Linked DNA regions of Sus scrofa: region 1 is linked to region 2. Evidence: chromatin contacts called from public promoter capture Hi-C data. All regions are on one chromosome and are shown on one strand. Each heading gives the region's core, a stretch centred on a gene start, on an enhancer-like site or on the middle of the called end of the contact. The rest is flanking DNA. Distances are from core to core; before and after follow the strand shown. Region 1 holds the start of PIK3CB (phosphatidylinositol 4,5-bisphosphate 3-kinase catalytic subunit beta isoform). Region 2 holds the start of ARMC8 (armadillo repeat-containing protein 8).

Region 1 (7,063 bases), core at 1,489-3,988, 630 kb before region 2:
CCTAGAAATACTCAGAAGTAAGAAGAAGGAAAATAGGGGGAAAACATAAAAAAAACAACCAACCAACCAAAGGATTATATATATTGAACATTTAAGTCAGAACCCAATAGTAGCAGAGTGGGGGCAATGGAGAACATTTGAATCTTCTAAAATTGGACAAATAGAACATTTTCCTGTGTTCACAACTTTAGTCATGATTTAAAAACTAGTCACAACTGCTTTTTTTCCTTTAAAGCTGTATTTACTAAAGGCATAAGATAATACATACACTGGTTTTAACAGTAAGATATCAAAAAATTTATAAAGAAAAATACAACTCCCTCCCACCTAACACCTCCGCCTTTTGCCCTCTGAGCTATCCAGTGTAATCAGTCTAGTGTAAATTCTTCCACCCCTTTCACTATGCCCACATGAATATATATATCTGAATGGTCAGCAACATACCAACAAGATCATATCACTATTAATTATTCTGTAATTTGCATTTTCCACTTAGCATTATATCATGAACATCCCTCTGGGTCAACACAAACAGGTTTAATTCATTTTTATTATTGTATAACATTGTGTAGTATGGAGGCAGTACAGTTGATTCTTGGATTCCATTACCTATGGACAATCCAGTTGTTCCCAGTTTGTTGTTTGTGTTTGTTTTGCACTACAAATAATACAGTATGAATCTATGTTAGTTTCCTGGGGGAGCTTTAACAATTGCCACAAACTGGGTGGCTTAAAACAACAGAAATTTCTGCTCTCCCATTTCTGGAGTTCCAAAATCTGAAATCAAAGCATTGGCAAGCTCTGAGACTCTGTGTCTCTCTCCTAGTTTCTGGTAGCTGCTAGCAATCTTTGGCATTCTTTGGCTTGTTGATACCTCACTCCCAACTCTGCCTCATTCTTCACATTACCTTTATCTCTATGTCTCTATTTCAAATCTTTCTCTGCCTTTCTCTTAAAAGGATGCTGGTCATTGGATTTAGGGCCCACCCCAAATCTGGGATGATCTCATTTCAAGGTCCTTAACTAACTACATCTGTAAAGATGCTTTTTCCAAATAAGGCTATGTTCATCTATCTTTTGGAAGGCTACCATCCAACCACTACAGCATCCTTGTATATATCCTTACAAATAGTATTTTCTTTAGTTTTTCCGTAGGGCAGAGTTAATGTATTTTTGGTCAATGTGTAGGAATTTTAAACTTTAATACTATTCCCAGATTATACCTAGAAAGTTTGTAGCAATTTACAGTCCCATCAGAGATGTACCAGGGCTTGTTTCCCTATGTATCATTGATTGGTCCTGCTAATGTTTGCCAATCTAATGAGTGAAAAATGGATTAGTGTTTTAATTTGCTTTTCCATGACTATTAGTGAAATAAGTGTTTTTTAATGAACGATTTGGATTTTCTCTTCCATCCATTATCTGCTTGTATACTTTGCCCATTTTTAAAAAACACTGGGCTATTTGGCTTTTTTAAAAGTCCATTTATAGAGACTCCTTTATGTTAAAGATACAGTGTGTCTGTCATATGTTTTGTGCAGTTTTATTCTTTTTTTTTTTTTTTTTTTTTTTTTGTCTTGTTAGCGTGTGATATCATGTAAAATATTTAGGTAGAATTTTTTTTTTCCTCTTTGATGATTCTGGGCTTTCTGTCTTGCTTTAAGTTTCCCCTCACTAATATTATATTACCACTCTTTAAAAATTTTACTTGAAGTCTTTGTCTTGTCTATTTTTATGTCTTTAACTCTTCTGGAACATATTTTTGAATATGGTATCATTCTATATTTGAATTATTACGAATAACCAATTACAGCAGGATCATTGATCATATAAACTATTCTTTTGTCACCAACTTTTTTGCTACCTTTGCTTTATATTAGGTGCACTTGAGATTCCATCCCAGACTATTAAACTAATTTGCCTGAGCTATTACAGTAGCAGTAAGTTACAACAATTTTACCATAAGTTAAAATTCTTATTTTACCGTATTTTATTTTTTTAGGTTTTTATTTTTTCTGTCATATGTGATTTACATTGTTCTGTCAATTTCTGCTGTACAGCAAAAATTTTTGTTTTCAATAATGAAATTCAAGTGTGCCAACAAAAGAGGACTGTGAAACTTCCCCGGTTGAGGTCAAAGATAACAGGAGATAAGATATGCGAACAAGGCTCGGGTAAACTGTAAGACTGCATCCAAATGTTGTTATCGCAAAAATGAACACACAGAAAAATAATCTTGGGCTTGGAAGTCTGGATTTTTGCTTTTATGACCAGTGCAGGGATTGAAGGTCCAGTTGTGGGGCATCCCACCTAACGACCCCACCCACAGAACAGAAGTGACGAAAAGGAGGAGGGAAAAGCAAAGTACAGTGCCCAAGAACCGAAAGAACGGTCCAGTCGCAGAACTGGGGAAAGTGACTGGGAAGAGAAGGCCAGCAAGGAAATCTAGGAAGAGAAGGGTCTCTCGGAGGCGGCTACGAAGGCCCAGGGCAGGTGGTAGCTCTCTCTTTAAAGGCAACTTGCTGGGGATTCCCGATCCCGAGTCCTCCGGGAGCCGCAAGCAGGAGCGGAACTGCTGCACAGCAGCGCCGATGCTGGGAGGTAGCTGGAGAGGGCTGAGCGGCGGTTCCGCCCATCTACCCGCTCTACTGGCCCGGCCCGGCACGACCTAGCCCGGCCCAGCCCGGCCCGCAGATCGGGGATTGGCCAGAGCGGCGCGCGGGGCGGGGCGGGGGCTGCCGGTAGGCGGGCCTGGGAGGCGGGCCTGGGAGGCGGGCGCGGGCGCGCGGGCGCGGGCGCAGCACGGCGGCGGCGCGCGCGTGCTCCGTGAATCGGTGGTTCAGCGGCGGCGAAGGCGGCGGAGCGGGCCATGGCAGTGGGCGGCGGGCTAGTGTAGCGCTGCGCGAGTCAGGCGGGCGGGGACTGAGACGGGGATGGGGGTGCTGCAGCTGGACGGTCGCGGTGGCCTGGGCTGCTGACCGCGCACCCGGAGCCGGGAACCGGCGGCGGCGGCGGAGCCCCGGGCAGGTGAGTGCGACGACGCGGGACCCGGATGCGGCGGGGCTGAGGGGCGGCGCGGTCGAGGCGGGCCGCCGAGGTGCCCCCGCGCGGCCCGGCGGCGCGCTCTTGCCCGCCGCAGCCTGCGGCGCCCGTGACTCTGGTGCCAGCGCCGCGCTTCCTGTCCGCGCGGAGGACACCGGCCCTCCAGCCCGCTGGGGCGCCTCGCTCGCCTGCGGCCCTCCCGGGGTTCTCCGAGGTGCGGCGCTTCCCGGCCTCCGGGCGGCATAGACGCGGCCGGGTGTCCCGGGCTGCCGGCACTTTGGGTCCGGTTTCTGAGGGACTTCTCGGGGAGAGGCGGCGTCCTCGCCCCCTGCGTCCGTGCGGACACCCGCGAGCTCCCGACCCTCAGGTGCCTTTTTGCGTTGAGTGTATTTTAGGGGCGGGCATCCTGGAATGCTGGGGGTATAGTCGTATTTTCAAATCCCAGCGCCGCCACTGACCAGCCCTGGGGCCTTGGACTAAAGTATCCGGGTTTGTATATGGGAATAATTATGCGTACTTCACAGGGTTGTTGTGAAGCTAGGACAGGATGATGTGCATGACCAAACAGCAAGTGCTTGGTCAGTGGTAGGCTGTTAGGAGAAACTCTGCTGCAGCATCTTCCTTGGTTGGCTATTGCTGATTCCTGGCTGCGGGTGCGGGTGTACCTTTGGGGGCACATTTATTTCCGACGTGCCTTGATGTTGCAGTAACCTCCACTGAAGTTACTTTAATTGGAGCCTGTTATCTTAGAGCTAAAACAGAATCCTACAGTCTCATCCTGGAGTCTCTTTTCTTGCTAAGGCTGCCTTGGAATACCTGTCTCAGGTACTGAGTGGAAATTACTGTTGAAATAAAACCCAACGATTTTAGGATTCGCTTCGATGAAAGATGGTGGGTCACATTCAACTTGAAGTACTTTGTTTAAATAATCTTAAGTGACACTTAAGCTCTGTCACTTGTTACAGAGTATAAACAGAATATGGAAACAGACTCCTTTTTCTGCATTGCTACATCTGAAGGGAGTGACAAGTGCTTTTGTAAACATGATTGTGGGCAGTATTACTGTCTGGTGAAGTCATCATAATTAAATTAGATGAGTACTTATTTTGAAGCACTGAATGGATGTTTGGAAATATGATTCCTAATAAAATCATCTCTAACGAGTCAGAATTCTCAGCAGTTCATTAATCATTTGGGGATTTTTGGCTACGCTGTAAGAGTTTTATGGTAAAAGCAGAACTGTTTAAGTCATGATAATGCGGCATAGGAGAGGGTGGTCATGATAAAGATCTTAACCTAGTTTCAGAAGGCAAGTGTGGAATAAAGTAAAACTCTTAATTTTTTATTTATTTATTTTTTTGTCCTTTGGGGCCACACCTGAGGCATATGGAGGTTCCCAGGCTAGGGGTCTAATCAGAGCTGTAGCTTCAAGCCTACACCACAGCCACAGCAACTCCGAGCTGTGTCTGCGACTTACACCACAGTTCACGACAATGCCAGATCCTCAACCCACTGAGCGAGGCCAGGGATCGAACCTACAACCTCATGGTTCCTAGCCGGATTTGTTAACCACTGAGCCACGACAGGAAAAAATCTTAATTTTTAGTCACTAAGGCAAGAATGACTGAAACCAAAAACTTTGTCATACAACCTTAGATTCACATCCTAATAAGGGTCTTGTACCTTCAGTGTGTTTTTTAGAAGTGGAGAAAATTGAGTTGGGTTTTGATTGATTGCTGTTTTGCACCTCTTGTTTGTGTTTTCTGCTTTGCTGAGAGACTCATTCATAAAGGCTTTTGATCCAGCTTGCTTCGTGAAATGTAAACAAAATACGTAGAAAAATTAAAAATTAACCTTGTAATCTAAATTATGTTCTTCCTTGTAGTCTAATTGTGTTCTTCCTAAGTTATGATCTTCCTTGATAGCTCACTGGTGAATCCAACAGTAGAAGCACTGCTAACCACTCTGCAGAGGCTAGGGGTCAGAAGGCATATCTTGCTTCATAGGCCTGATCCTGGGTCCCAAATAACTGGGACTTTGGGGACATCAACCAGTTTTATTCATAGAAACTTGAGAGTGTGTGTGGCCAGTAGATTGGGAGGGTGGTGGAGGATTAGAGAATCACATTGTATAAAGGAAACTTCCAGGGTAGCACACTTTTATGTTTTTCTTTCTCTTGTTCTCTTACTGTCTTTTGTTGACTTTTTCTTCTCTTCCTGAATTCAAAACATCCTAATGCCTCAGGGCTTCCCAGCCTGTCCCTCTGCTTTCTTCTACCTGTTCTCTCTCTGGTTGATCTCATCATGTCCTGTGGTTGAGATACTATCATTGTGCTGTTGACTCTCACATTTTTATCTCTAGTCCTGAACTTCAAATTTCTACCTGCCTACATATCTTCACTTCTTACATGCCCCCCCCCCCCTTTTTCTGGCTGTGGCATGCAACTTGAATCTCAGTTTACAGACCAGGGATTGAACCTGGGTCAAAGAGGTGAAATCACAGAGTCCTAACCACTAGGCTACCAGGGAACTCCCTTCATTTGTCTGTCTTAAACTTAACATGTTCAAAATGGAGTTCTTGATTTCCATTCTTCAACTATTCCTACCCCAGCAGTGTCCATTTCATAGAGCACCTCTCTGCCCCTCTCTTCCACCTGCTTAAGTGAAAAATCTGATGGTCATCCTTAATTCCTTGCTTTGCTTCACTGCTCCCCTGCACCCTCAAACAATCAGTTCTTTGGCAAACTCTGTTGATTTTGCCTCTAAAATATATACTGAATATATTTACTGCACTTTATTTTTATTGCTATCACTCCAGTTCTTCCTGAGTAATAGCTTCCTAATTGGTCTCCTTGCCTCTGGTCTTGCTCCCCCACTGTCTGTTTTCAAACAGCAGTCAGGGTGTAAGTTCCAGGGCCTGGGACCTATGCCACAACTGAGGCAACTCTGGATCCTTTAACCCACTGAGCCAGGCTGGGGAATGAACCTGTACCTCCTCAGTGACCTAGCCATTGCAGTCAGATTCTTAACTCATAGCAGGAACTTCTCCAATAGCTTATTACACTAAGTAAATCCAGATTCTCTACCTGCATTATCAGCTAATTATCTTGCCTCTTTTCTTGTTCACTTGTTTATGGTCTTTCCCCTCTAACATACTATAAGCTTTCTGATAGCAGAGACCTGGTTTCTCTTCCCTGGGGTATTCTCAGTAACCAGAACATTGGAACATTAAACAAATGTTGAGTAAATGAGTGACTATGTGAATGAAATAAGTTATAAAATCTTCTGATTCCAAGTATAACATGTATCGAACACAGTTGACCCTTTTTTGGTCCTAGATTCATGCTAATGAAGTAATAACAGGGCCTAGAGTTATTCTATTAGGTATGTCTACTCTGAGTCTTCATTAAAATACTGTACCTTCTGAAAAGGCTAAGGATTTAGACATTTAAGTCATTGATAAACAAAAACATATGTAGATTTTATTCACCATGTATTGGATCATTAGTATCTTATGAATAAGGAACCAAACAAGCTTCCAGCCCTGTGCTTATGTGCATTTATTTTTTTTAATTAAATTAAAAAATGTTTTTTTACTTTAGGGCCGCCCCCGTGGCATATGGAGGTTCCCAGACCAGGGGTCGAATTGGAGCTGTAGCTGCCAGCCTGTGCCACAGCCACAGCAACCCCAGATCTGAGCCGTGTCTGCCACCCACACCACAGCTCACGGCAACGCCAGATCCTTAACCCACTAAGCGAAGCCAGGGATTGAAACTGTGTCCTCCTTATGAGCCACAATGGGAACTCCTATGTGCTTTTATGTGTCTATCCTTTGAATCTTTGACTTAGAGTTATCATCTTACCATATCTTGGAGATAGATCCCTATTACTTGGCTTCTGTTAACTGCTCACTTGCAAGCTTTGTCATTTTGTAGAAAGAGGGAAATAATTTAGGATTTTTCCCCTGCCTGAGAACTAGTCTGTAGCCCTGAAGGCTATCAGGCAGATTTGTGAACAAAGAA
Region 2 (7,323 bases), core at 392-2,891:
AAAAGACGTAACTAGGGAAAAGTCATTGGCCCCATCCCACGAAACAGTCCAGGTGTCAGAGGTGGAGTAATTGAATTTATTTCAACGCTTAGGTGAACAGTTTTTCCCCAATTGCAGTTTAAAAATAAGGGACTACTAAAACGGATCAAAGGAAGGACAAATTTGCGCACAGCTCCCTCCCCACCAAATAAATTATCAAGGTGGAGTATGCCACAATACTCTAACCAAGTATTGCAGCAAACGTCCTAAGTGCTTCCAGATAGGTGAGAGTGTTTGCGGAAGTCAGGGAAGAAAAAAGAAATCATTTGGACACAGACTGTAGGAACCTGACAAGTCATCTAGAATCCAACCATCCCTCTCAGCATCAGACCGACTTCCACAACAAGTCTAAAAAGATAGACAAATCAGCCTTTGACCACTTGTTTCTAACAACAGCAAATGGACCACTGGTAAACTGGCCATCCTCAGAGTTGGACAGTTCTAATTTGCGGCAAAACTTTTCTAAGTTATCTCCTAGTAACTTTCACCCCTGATCCTGGTTCTCTCAAGAGCAACATCGAAAGTCCTGTTTTGGTTTTATTTTTAAACTTAAGCAGACAAACTAGGTATTACTTCTAAAAATAGTAGGAAAATTTGACCGCTCGCTTTTTTCAATGTTTGACTCCCCTTGAAGGAAAGCGGAATGCCAGGCACAGGTTCCTTTAGACTGAGAGCTACGACCTCCAGAGCAAAGCGAAGGAAAAAGGCTTAAATAACTACATACACCAGGAGACGTTGCAGCTGATAAGGCTCCGTTGCCAAGAGGCAAACAGCTCTAGCCTATGACCGGGTGCTGGGAAGCAATAGATACCACACAGACCTGGCCTGGCAGCCCCAAGACTGTGGGAGCCAAGGAGCCTCTACCAGTTTTTGCGATAGCCGCGGGGGACTGGGTGGGCGCTCATCCCCAGGCCAGCAGCGAGCCCTGCGCCTCGCAGAGTAGAGCGCTCGGCCCCGGAGAAGCGGCATCGCTAAGAGAAAGGCACGGGGAAACGCCTGGCAAAGCCCAAGCCGCGCCGCCGGGCCGGCCGCCCGTAAGCCCACTCTCCCCGCCCGCTGTCCTGAGAACCTGCACCGGTGAGCGTTCCCGTACTTGGAGCCGTTTCTGGCTCGGCCGGGATCCAGACTATCCCGCCCGCCCACCCACCCACCCACCCTCGCTCCCTCCCCGGCCCAGAGCTGAGCAGAAGACCACCTCAAGGGGTGGTGCCCAGAAGGCACGTCGCGTTTGTGGTGAACGCTGCGAGCTGGGCCTGAGCTCCCGGGCTGGCGCGCGGGCCAGCGGCTGCGGCGGGTCACTCACCGAGAGGACGCTCATGCGGATTGGGGTCTCCAACAGGCACGCCATCTTGAGCCTTCCCACCCGGCTGCAGCCGGCGCCGGCGCGGGGGCCGGCACTTTCGACAGCCAACTATTAGGCCAACCACAGGTACCTCTTCAGAAAATGAGGCAGGTAGGTGAGAACAGACCACGCTCTAGACACTGCTGAAGTACGGCCGGGGCCCGCAGAGGGAGAGCAAAGGGAAACCGCGCCAGGGACCTCGTTACGAATCGTTTTTTCAGAAACGGCAGCTACGCTCAGCCTGGGTTAGAGGTGGGAGCGGGCAGCAGTTTCCGCATGCGCAAAGGAGGTCTGCCGGCCCCACCTGCGGCTCTCGGTGGGGGAGCTTCAGGGGCGGAGTCTCGCGGCTAGCTGCACAGATCCTTTCGTTGCAACTTCTGAGTTCGCGTATTCATTATTCCGAAAAACTGGTGTGTGGAGCCACCTACGTAATTTGAAATTCGCTTTCTCATTCATTATCTCAGTCCTTTGCACCAGACTCCTAGCGTCGTTATTATCTCCATTTTACAGATGGAGAAACTGTGGTCTCAGAACCACGTCTTCTGTCGCCAGTAAGAGTGTTTCACGATCCACCGATGAAGTGTGACCCGTTTCAACATTATCTACCTGACCCTTTTATTCTAGTGTAGTATTAAGAATATATACTCTAAAGCCAGAATGCCTGAGTTTAATCCTTGCTACTTCACAGTACCATTACCCCGGCAAGTTACACTCCTAAGGTTTGCTTTTGTGTAAAGTAAGGGGTTGTGAGGTTGGAGAATGTAAAGCTCTTAGAACATGCCTGGAACGTAGAAAGCGTTATTATCTGTGTTAGTATTCTCCAGGCTCTGAGTCAAGTAGGAAAAAAAAAAAAAAAATATATATATATATATATATATATATATATATAGGGGCAAATATCTGACTAATTCGTGCTAAAACGCTTTGATAACTGAAGCCAAATAAAAACATGCTTCTAATTCTATTTTCTCATGGATGGATTCAGCTCTTTTCACTCCTTTTCTGTGTGTGGACAAAACTGCCATAGACAGGTTTCAACTATTTGCTGCTTTCAATCAGTAAGGTTTTCTTTTGCAGGATGATTGCAATGAACCTGTTACATTACTTGTCTTTTTTCCATTGCTATAACCACTCCCTAATTCAGGTTGGTATTACCTCTCCCCTGGACCAAAGTCTTCCAACTGATGTTGTAACTCTAGCCTCTCCACTTTACTCCTCACTGCTTTCCAATCTTGGCCCTGTACTTAGTTTCTAAATTCATTGTAGCCCTAAACATCTTTGCTTATGGGCCTGTGTTCTCCAACTAACTGTTGACTTTTTGGAAAGCGGAATCTCATTCTAATTTTCTTTCTGCTGCAACACTGTTTCCCAAACTTCAGTAATCTGCAGTCCAGCCACACAATCTTTGCCAATCTACACCCAGGTATTATTACACACTCAATATTTTTCTTTAAAGCCAATTTCAACTCATTATATAATTTTGGCCGCAGCCTAAGCCATAATACTCTGAAAAATCAAGCGTATTTTTGCTCCTTATTTTTATTCTAGTACGTATTAACATAACTACAAAGATGTTTAAGTGTTCATTCGTGTATCCTCTACAGTCATGTCATGTATTGCAGCAGAGCACAGCATAACCCTTATACAAAGCATACAGAGGTATCAACTAAATTTTCAGTTGACCTTTGTATGATGTAGAATTGTTACAGCTGTATTTGATCTCCACTTCATTAATTAGCTCCAGCAATACATCCTCCAGGAAGCCCTTCTGGTAAGGTCAGGTGATCCCTCCCCCATGTCTTCATGCATCATTCTGTTCTTGCTACTAATGTAGCATCTCCAACAATAGACTATAACCTGGGAGGTAATGTTTTACTTGTCTTCCCATCACACACTTCAGAGCAAGCACTAGGGATTTTGTCTTCTAGCAATTTTATCTCATCTAGCATAGAATGAATTTTTGACTTAGTTTGGGTGCCCTCAAAGGCAGATCCTGGGACAGGGATTTGGGTGCAGGTGGTTTATTTGGGAAGTGTTTCCATGGAACAGAACTGATGGATCAGGGAGAATGAGAGAAAAGAAGAAACAATCAGTTTAAGGGTCTGTTGCTGAAGTCGCTGCTTATTCCTTGAGGACCCTGAGAAACATACGGCATGCTCCTCTAGACAGCCGTATTGAAGTTGGAGCATTATCCACCACTCTCATCCTGTAGTGGTTGAAGATTTCCCTAATGCTGTTAATTCCTACCCTCCTATATTGTATTTGTACAAGGAACAGAGAGGGCTTCCTTAAGCTGATGCAGAAAAGCAGAATCTGTAGGCTCACTTTCGGGGTAGGATATGGGCAGTATGCATCTGAATTGCAGCAGAATTATTATTAAAGTTGTGGCTGAAATCAGAGTCTGGAGGGACTAGGGAATATGACTCAAGGCATCCAATATCTCTGCTACTGAAGCTTTTCTGTTTTATTTCCAGAAGACTGACGTGGCTATTTTGCAGGAAGGAAGCATTGATTAGCAAATCCCTAAGCCTGGGGATCAAGAATCTCATTTCTAGTTCAATTTTTGCTGTTAATTAACCTCAGGTACACCCTTCGAAGGTAAAAATGAGTAGAAATTGGGGAGTAAGAAAAATTTCTGGTTCAGCCTCCATGTAACAGCAGCAACAAAACAGTTAACTTTGGCACTGTGATAGAGGCAAATAGCCACATGGACTCCACTGCAAACAGGAGTGAAATTTCTCCCTATCCTTCCATATTTCAGAGCAGTATTAATTTCTGGGAAAAAATGACAACAAAGTGTGAGTTTAAGAAAAAGTAGAAATACACAAACAAAAGTAAGTAGCAAAACAGAGTTCCTTGTTGTGGCTCAGCAGTAACGAACCCAACTAGTATCCATGAGGATTTGGATTTGACCCTGGCCCCACTCAGTGGGTTAAGGATCTGGCATTGCTGTGAGCTGTAGTGTGCATTGCAGATGGGGCTTGGATTCCGAGTTGCTGTGGCATAGCCTGGTGACTGCAGGTCCTATTCAACCCCTAGCCTGGGAACTACCATATGCTGCACCTGTGGTCCTAAAAAGCAATAAATAAATAAGAAAAGAAAAAGGAAAAAAGTAGCAAGAAATGAATCTGAAAGGTATATATAAGTGTCTAAATGGAGCTGCCAGCATAGAGATATAAAGCCATGTTTTTGAAAGTAGCAACATACTCATGAAGAAAAAGAAAAAAAGAAGAAAGAGGAGGAGAGGGAGGACGGAAGGAATAAAATACTCTTTATAACTGAATAACTGATATGGTCTAATTCCAACTTACAAATATAGAAGAAATGATGGAATTTGAAAACCATCCCTTGACAACCATATAAGTTATTATTGTTTGAGGCAAGAATTGTCAATGGGTGCTAAAGCTAATTGTGGAAATAACATGAGAAGCAGTACCTCCCTACAAGTTACTAATGATTGTAGAGAAACTTGGTAGATGCCACTTTATTCAAGTGATTCTAATTAATATCACCATGAGCGGGATAAGTAGACACCATGATATAATGCACCAAGAAGGACACAACATCACTTCTGTGGTATTCCTGCCAAAAATGCATAGGTGTAAGCAGGAGGCAACATTAGACAAATTGTGCTTGAGCGACATACAACAAAATAAAACATCTACACCCTTGAAAATTGACAAGAAAGACAAAAAAATCTGAGGAATTAAGAGTTCCATTGTGACTCAGGGGTAATGAACTTGACTAGTATCTGTGAGGACTTGCATTTGATCCCTGACCTCACTCAGTGGCTTAAGGATCTGGTGTTGCCATGAGATGGGGTTCAGATCTAGGAGTTGCTATGACTGTGGCACAGACTGGTGGCTACAGTTCCAATTCTACCCCTATCCTTGGAACTTCCATATTCCTTGGGTATTGCCCTAAAGAGACAAAAACAAAAACAAAACAAAACAAAAACAAAACAAAACGAAACAAAAAAAACAAACCTGAGAAATTTCTCCAGACTAAGGAAAACTAAAATGACAAGATAACTAAATGCCACTCATGATCTAGGATTGAATCCTGGATAAAAAATTCCCCTCTTGCTACAAAGAACAAGTTGGTAAAATGTGAACAAAATCTATAGATGAGGTATCATTGGTTTTTGTTTTGATTTCTTTTCTTTTTAGGTCTCCATCCATGGTATATGGAAGTTCCCAGGCCAGGAGTCCAATCAGAGGTGCAGCTACCCACCTATGCCACAGCTCACAGCAATGTCAGATCACAGCCACAGCTGTGACCTACACCATACTTGTGGCAATGCCAGATCCTTAACCTACTGAGTGAGATCAGGGACATCCTCATGGGCACTAGTCAGGTTCTTAACCCTCTGAGCCAAACGGGAACTCTGAAGTATGACTATTATGTACTGATTTTCTTGGGGCAGGGGCGGAGATGGGGGGCTCATATCTATAGCACATGGAAGTTCGTGGGTCAGGAATTGAATCTGAGCTGCACCTGGGGCAACACCAGATCCTTAACACACTGCACCACAGTGGGAATTTCCCATTAATGTACTGATTTTGATAATTGTACTGTTGTTTTGAAGAGAATGCCTTTGATCTTAGGAAACAAAGTGAAGAATTTAAGTGTGAAAAAACAGAGTCACTATGTGAAAAACAATAAGTAATTGGGTTTTTTTCTTTAATAATCAGAAAGGAACTCATTTAAAGAATAATAATAAAAAAGAGGACCAAGGATCCTGGAAATTAATTCATTTAGCAAAATATATATACTAGTTACCTACTATGTAGGTATTACAGCCAGGGGTGGTAATGCAATTAGCAAGAGAGATAGATTCCCTGTTATCACAGAGTTTTCAGGCAAAAGGTGAAGGGAAACTGTCATTAGAAATGTAGGATGATAAATCAAAGTGTGTGGGGCTAAGGGAACATCTATGAAGTAACCTCACCAGGACTAAAGTTACAGAAAGTCCTTCTGGTGGAGATGGCACCCAAGCTCTGACCTGAAATGTTAACAGGAACAGACCAGGCAAAGCTCTGTGCACTACTTCACACAGAGCCTGGCTTGTCCATTAACATTTGTCTAATGGAAGAATTGATACCCTTTCTTCAAATTTAGCTGTAGAAATACTGGCAGATCTTCCAAAATCAATGCTAGAACAAGAGCTCCAATTATTTACAGGAAAAGAGATATTATAAAATCAGCAGGTCTTGGAGTTCCCATTTGGCTCAGTGGTAACAAATCCGACTAGTATCCATGAGGATGTGGGTTCGATCCCTGGCCTTGTTCAGTGGGTTAAGGGCCTGGCGTTGCTGGTGAGCTGTGGTGTAGGCTGGCAGCTACAGCTCCAATTTCATCCCTAGCCTGGGAACTTCCACATGCTGAGAGTGTGGCCCTAAAAAGACAAAAATAAAAAATAAAAAATCAGCAGGTCTTCAGACAGCTTACCATCTCCTGGATTACCTGGGTAATTACACCTACCCCCACCCCTAAGCCATGGTGATCACATTAGGCAGATGAGTTTGAAAATAGAGAAATGAAGGTAACACGTTAGGCAAAGCAAATCCCGTCTTCACCATTTACAATATAGGAATGGAATATGGAAGTCACCCAACCAATAAATAAGAGATATTGTCTACTTTGGGCAGTGGATGGGGCGGTTGGGGTGGGGGGGTGGGATTCGGAAGTTCCTGGGCCAGGGATCAGACCTGTGCCACAACAGCACCCCAAGGCACCATAGCGGCAATGCTGGATTCTTAACCTGCTGCACCACAAAAGAACCCCTGCTTTAAAAAAAACAAAAAACAAAAAACAAAAACAGGAGTTCCCTCCCTGGCTCAGGGATTAACAATCCGACTAGGAACCATGAAGTTGTGGGTTCGATTCCTGGCCTGGCTCAGTGGGTTAAGGATCCAATGTTGCCATGAGCTGTGGTCGCA

Evidence for each region. Promoter capture Hi-C pulls out the DNA fragments that hold promoters and counts their contacts.
Region 1: a contact with region 2 is called in a promoter capture Hi-C map of fetal liver, with 4 times the contacts expected there. The contact joins the promoter of PIK3CB here to the promoter of ARMC8 in region 2. A contact is called at or near these places in 2 of 5 promoter capture datasets (fetal liver and liver) and 1 of 47 Hi-C or Micro-C datasets (heart right ventricle).

Annotation. Positions count from the first base shown.
Region 1 is chr13:79,606,515-79,613,577 of Sscrofa11.1, reverse strand. PIK3CB (phosphatidylinositol 4,5-bisphosphate 3-kinase catalytic subunit beta isoform) reads left to right here and starts at 2,738. Exons shown (of 25, transcript XM_021069526.1): 1 at 2,738-3,027.
Region 2 is chr13:78,977,002-78,984,324 of Sscrofa11.1, reverse strand. ARMC8 (armadillo repeat-containing protein 8) reads right to left here and starts at 1,641. Exons shown (of 23, transcript XM_021069500.1): 1 at 1,343-1,641. The coding sequence starts at 1,387.